Regions from separate parts of the Arachis hypogaea genome. Here region 2 is linked to region 1. Evidence: chromatin contacts called from public Hi-C data. All regions are on one chromosome and are shown on one strand. The core of a region is the stretch at or near the end of the contact, and the rest is flanking DNA. Distances in the headings are between cores, read along the strand shown. Region 1 holds the start of LOC112696518. Region 2 holds the start of LOC112696523 (putative serine/threonine-protein kinase).

The links. A called contact is a pair of places that touch in the nucleus more often than the background predicts.
Region 2: a Hi-C map of an unstated tissue shows a contact between it and region 1, with 6 times the contacts expected there. The contact joins the promoter of LOC112696523 here to the promoter of LOC112696518 in region 1. A contact is called at or near these places in 3 of 8 Hi-C or Micro-C datasets (leaf and an unstated tissue).

The regions. Positions count from the first base shown.
Region 1 is chr6:29,515,495-29,518,695 of arahy.Tifrunner.gnm2.J5K5, reverse strand. LOC112696518 reads right to left here and starts at 1,353. Exons shown (of 1, transcript XM_025749315.3): 1 at 1-1,353. The coding sequence starts at 841.
Region 2 is chr6:29,650,757-29,654,088 of arahy.Tifrunner.gnm2.J5K5, reverse strand. LOC112696523 (putative serine/threonine-protein kinase) reads left to right here and starts at 1,533. Exons shown (of 6, transcript XM_025749322.3): 1 at 1,533-2,033; 2 at 2,125-2,258; 3 at 2,506-2,722; 4 at 2,795-3,032; 5 at 3,130-3,277. The coding sequence starts at 1,973.

The sequences.
Region 1 (3,201 bases), core at 104-2,603:
GCGGCTTCTGACTCACAAGAGACTCCATAAGCTGAATCAAAGGCTTTGTAAGACTTATGCTAGAACAATCCGCAGGAAGTGGATACTGATAGAAAGCACCAGAAGTAGTATCATTTGCCACCCTTTTCCTGAACACAACAAGGTTGAGATCACCAACAGAGCCAACATGCAGAACGGTGGAAGATCTTAGCAACGATGAAACCGGTGTTGCAGACCTAATGAGGTCGTTGGGGATGGAATTGGAGCCAGTGGGACCCACAAGAAGGGCACCGACACCACCTGGCTTTAGAACACGCTCAACCTCAAGAACGAGCAACGCAGGAACAGAAACCTTGTCAAGATCCCTTGACAGCACGAAATCGAATGAACAGTCCTGGTAATTGAGCTCGTACACGATTTTCTTCTGCTTGAGGGAGAAGAACCGGTGCCTGTGGACACCGGTAACGCTGGAGAATCCCATGTGCTTCATGGCGGCGACGGCCATCGCCGAACCTTCTCCGACGCAGAGGCTCTTGGCTCCGCAATCCAACAGTTGCTTCTTCATAAGGTCGTTGACCACGTTGACCGTCAAGTTTTCGTCTTTCTCGCAGTAGAAGGAGCTCCAGAAAGTGCTGAGCACGCGGCTCTGGAGAGTGGCGTTTTCGAAACGCATTTGGGAACCCGCGGCGACGCAGTCGGTGTAGGTCAGTGTCACCGGAGCTAAGTCAGCCAAGTCGAAGGCGGAGAAGGCGCGGAGCAGAGAAACGATCGAGATGGCGGAGGCGAGCATGATTGAGCGGAAGAACACGCGCCTCGCTATGGACCCCTTCAGGATCTGGAGTTTCATGGCTTTGGCATCCATGGGATTCGAGGATTGAAGATAACACCAATAAAGAAAAATTTAAATAAAAAAAAGGAAGTTCGGAGTTCGGTTGATTGATTGAACACTAAGAAAGGGTTCTTGAAAGATTTGAAAGCCGGAAAGTGGAGAAGAAGAGATGATTAGCGAGTGCAAAACCTGGAGGAGGTGTGATTTCCACCCACGAGGACGCCCATTGAGATTTGGAACCTTAACCAGACCCCCCTTGGAACCCTTTTCGGTGATGATTCATACCATAATCCCCCACCCATCATCGTCCCCATTGTGCCCCCCCTCACATTCAGTTCCTTACTTCATCCTCCCAACTCCAGCATCAAATCAATATTCTAACGAAAATTGAAGTGGTGATATGAGGAAAAACCCTAGGTAGATCTGAAGCAGAGGTTGGATATGGAGCGAGAGTGTGTGTTTGTGAAGGGATTGGGAGTTGAGTGAGTGTAGATCTGGGGAAAATATAGGACCGGGAAATGGGGGGTGATTGCGTGTTACGCAGTAAGGTAAGGACCAGCGAAGGTGTCATCTATTATTTGCTGCCATGGCCCATTCGATGCAAAATGTTAGCTACGTGGCATAATATCGTCGACCCTCCAGTCCTCGTGTTACATCACCATCCTATTTTCTCTACTTTTTAAAAATTACAAAGTTAATATTTTGTATTTTATTAATTGAAAGTTTTCTGTATTTGCATTTCTTTTTTTTTGTTATAAATTAGAATATTTTCAAAATCATTTATGAAAATACATTTTAATTATTTTAAAAATTAACTTTAATATACAAATTTTAAATAGACCTATATGAATAAATAAAAATTGTCACTAAATATTAGTTATTATTATCCAAAAATTTTACAAGGATAAAGAGGTATCAATAAATTTGTGTCTTTTATTTAATTTTATGTCATATTTTTAAAGATAGCTAAATCGTATAATTTTAATAACTACTTTAATATTACGCTTATCAAAAATGAATTCTAGTAAAATTATGGATACATTTGTTAAATTTTAAAAATTATTTTAAAAATTATTTGATTGATAATATATTTTAGGAATTTTTTTGTCAATATTTAAACTTTTTAAATATCGAATTGATGGTTAATTTTTATTAGATAGTTTATGTATTTTAAAATTGTGAAATAAATTCTTTATTTTTTCTTTAATAAAATTTGATAGTTCAATATGAAATTAAAATATTTTAACTACAAATTTACGTACGTACTTATTTAATAATGTAAAAGTTTAGAAACTAATAATTACTAAACAATGATAAGAGATTAAAGTGACCATTAGAAAAAAAAATTAGAGATTATTTTAAAGTTTATTTTACTCTAAATAATAGAACTATGTCTATATGCATGTATGTATACTTTAATGATTATGTGGGTGTATATATCTTTGTTTATCAAATTTTTTATGGCTGTGTGTCTATATTTTTCATAAGCTAAGCATGTTAAGCATGGTTATAAAAATTAGATCGAATAGTTGATCAGATTAGTTTAATTGCAAATTAGATAATAATATGATTTTGTTTATCGATTAAAATTGACAATTTTAATTAATTGTGTTGAATTAAGATTCAGTTGATTTTATGAAACGACGTTATTTTATTGTTTAAAAAAAAGAGAAAAAGACGGATCTCCTTCTAAAGTCCTCGAGCCCTCCCTCTCATCCTCAAACAAAATTTTTCCTCTCCCAAATGTCAAAATAGAGAAAAAAGAAAGTGAGAGACTCTAAGACAGTGGAAATCCCACGGCCACAAGGTGTGAGAGTTGCTGTCACCGTTCGTAACGTTCGGGCACCACTTTGTCTACGCTTCTTCCTCTTTTAACACACTACAAGAAAAATTTCGAGTAACCTTGAATTTACCGTCAAATTTAGCATCACAGAGTAGCGGTGGATTTACCAGTGATAATGATGTCGAATTTGTAAGGATAAGTAATTACCGGTAAATTCTGCTTTTCGACGGTAAATCCGCCAGTAATATTTGGAGGAAAAATAAGTTGAATTGGCGCGTCCTTTACCGTCGAATTCTAACAGTAACTCCAATTAGTGAAATGATGTGTCTTGGTGACCCGTAATAGTTTACCGTCAAAATTTTCTGACAGTAAAAGGGTTATATAAATTCAAATCATGAACCTCTTCCCCCTCATTAGACCACCATTACCACCATCCCCCCTCTCTCTCTCCCTAATCGCTGTCACTCTTGCCATCTACCACTGCGGCCGAAACCACCGTCGTCGCTACCTTCTCTTCGTCACTGTCAACCCTTTATGCTGACTCCTCCTTCTTCCCCTCCCTCCCTCCCTCCCCCCCCCCCTCTCTCTCTCTCTCTCCTCCGCCGTCACC
Region 2 (3,332 bases), core at 284-2,783, 140 kb before region 1:
ATTAATTAATTATACAAAACTTGTTGTTTGAAAAAGCTAAAAAGTTTTAGTGCCATGAGTTATAATTCTAACTTACTACCTATGTCGTATATATACCTAAACAAATGCGTGTCGGTGAACGTCATAAGGAATGAGAAATCTCAGGTCTTGTGGGGTAGGGTGGTTACATAGTAGACGATGATGAGTCTATATTTGTCCCCTATATCAACCGGATTTTGAAGAAGCTATTATAAATAGAAGCTTCTTTAATGGATAAAGTAATAACAACAAAATCAAAAAGAGTAGAGTGATATATGTTCTAAAATCATAGATGAAGAAAAATGAAAGTACATATCAATGAGACCTAGAAGAAGATTGAGAGCAGATATCGTGGCTAATAAACGTGTGATGGATAAGAGAACGAAAGCGAATAGCTCTAGAAATAAGAAGAGATCCGTAAAAGAAAAAGCAGCGAGTGTTCACCAGAGAGAAAAAAGGGACTAGCGAAAATGAGGAGGTAGAGTTTGAAGATGAAACTATCAAAACTTGGAGAGTGGGAACTCAATTGAAGTTGACCTGCAACGATAATGAAACAGAAGTAGCATATCTCAGAAAGGAACTAGTTGAAACTAAGAAGATAAATGAGATTTCTATCGTAACAAGAATAAGAAAGAGAATAATGACGAACCGTAAGCAGTAAAGGTGACATTTTTCAAGAACTTTTCTCTCATATAATTAAAAAGAAAAGATCTTACATAATAAAATTTTTATAGGTGGTATCAGATTGCTTGGTTGATATTTGTGGTGTTTTACTTAGCTATTGAGACTAATAAGGGTGTAGGAATCTTTAGTGATTTGTGTTTAGAGTTATTTGTATATTTGATTGTTTGTTGTTTTTTGAATTTGAGTTGTTGTGAACTTCTGTTTATCGTTTTGTTTAGCACGAAGTGCTAACATTTTTTTTTTGTTTGGGTCGAGAGTCTTACCAACCATCGGAAAAAAAAAATAATGTACCTTAAGGACACATATTAATATTACAAAATAAAAAAGTTTTCATTAAAAATATAAAAAATTTAAATTTTCAATACATTTATTTTGTATGTATTAAATAAAAACCTTTAAATTTTTTATTAATGGTAAGTTTATCATGTATTTTTAGGATATATGTTAGCTAAATCCAAAATTTTTTCATTTGTAATCTTAAAATATGTTCTTAAAACACAAGATAAATAATAATAATAATAATAATAATAATAATAATAATAATAATAATAATAATAATAATAATAATAATAATAATAATAATAATAATAATAATAATAATAATAATAATAATAATAATAATAATAATAATAATACAAGTACGGCATTGAAAAGATGATCCATATACCTAATCCAATATCATTAATATTAATATTAGTTTGACTTTCAGAATTTAACAAATGAATGTCCTAAAGTATTTTCAAAGTGAAAGATATAAAAAAAATGATTTTAAGATGTTTATTATATAAAACAATATTTAAAAAAAAATCAAAATTTCTTTTATATAAGTTACTTGAGTCCAGCAAAAGTCTAATTTTAAATCCGCAGTACTAGAGGAATAGTTTTGGAAGAAGCATCCAAAACAAGGTTTGGTTGCAAGTTGCAACGAACAAGCATTAATTGTTTGCTTAGAAAAATGGAAATTTCAGCTGTGGAAACTGGAAAACTCCGTTGGTCAACGAAATATGAATGATGTATGTATGAATGCTCAACGCTTCAGACAGCTAAGGTTCCACCACTATCCGATAATTAGAGAGTGCCGTGTTTCCTTTCTTGTTTTTCTATTATTAGTTTATTACGGACAAAAAATGAGACTACTCTAGCTAGTTACCAATATTACTCTTTCAAACATGTTTCCTTCTCACAACACTTATTTTCTCCAAATTAAGATCTTCATTAATCTAACACCAAAACCCGAGATCCTCGGAAGTTGTTCTACTTCTCTGGCGGGATGAAGATTATTCATTCATGTTTTTCTACTTGTTTCTCTGTCAAAGAAGAAACCAAACAAGGTATACTTTGTAATTAACCATGTGATTATTAATGTGTTCTTTTATTCCTCTTCTCTTTAATTTCCACGTCTGAATTTCATCCAATTATCAGAAGAAGAGCCGAATAAGGAAGACGAGAGTGATGGAAACTTTCGGGTCTTCACCTACAGGGAGTTGGCATCAGCCACCCGTGGTTTTCATCCCTCTCACAAAATTGGAGAAGGAGGTTTTGGCTCTGTCTACAAGGTTATATAACTTATAAACCTCTCACTCTTAATATACCAGAGTTTGAGTACACACTAAAATTTATAAATATTAAAATAAATCTAAAAAATTTATTTTGATGAACAAAAATATACTTCCGACCTAATTGATAGAGAATAATATTTTATATGTATTTTAAATTTTGTTTATATTGTACTCTTTTATACTATAGAATATTTCATGTCACGTGGAATGGCATGAAATTATGTGTGATTGGTTTGTTGTGAAGGGGGGGCTCCGGGATGGGACATTGGTGGCAGTGAAAGTGCTTTCCATAGAGATGGAGTCCATGCGAGGAGAGAGGGAGTTTGTGGCTGAATTGGCTACGCTTGCAAATATCAAGCACCAAAATTTGGTCATTCTTAGAGGGTGCTGTGTAGAAGGAGCAAAAAGATATCTAGTCTATGATTACATGGAGAACAACAACCTTCACCACACTTTCTTAGGTACTTTAACCTAATTTATTGAATTACAGCTTGTGACGAAAAAAGCCTTGAAATTGTTATTATTATTTATAGGTTCGGAGGAAAGTAGGATGAGATTCAATTGGGAAGCAAGGAAGGAAGTGTCCATAGGTGTGGCCTCTGTTCTTGCGTTTCTTCATGAGGAACTTAAGCCTCATATTCTGCATAGAGATATCAAATCAAGCAACATCCTTCTTGATCGAGATTTCACACCGAAGGTCTCGGATTTTGGTCTCGCAAAGCTACTAAGAGATGACAAGTCTTATATCAGCACTCGAGTTGCTGGGACATTGTGAGTGCTACTCATGTGTTGATTAAGATGAATATATGTACAAACTAGGAAGCTATATTTGATCCTTTTGGGTTTTCTCTCAAATCATTTGGCACAGGGGCTATCTTGCTCCAGAGTATGCTAGTTCCGGACAAGTGTCGCGAAAATCAGATGTTTACAGCTTTGGAGTGCTACTCTTAGAAATTATTAGTGGAAGACCGGTGGTTGGTGCTTATGAAGACAGGGAACGTTTCATAGTAGAGAAGGTATGAAAGTTGTAACAATTCACCAATTACACATCTTTCCACATAATTAGGATTA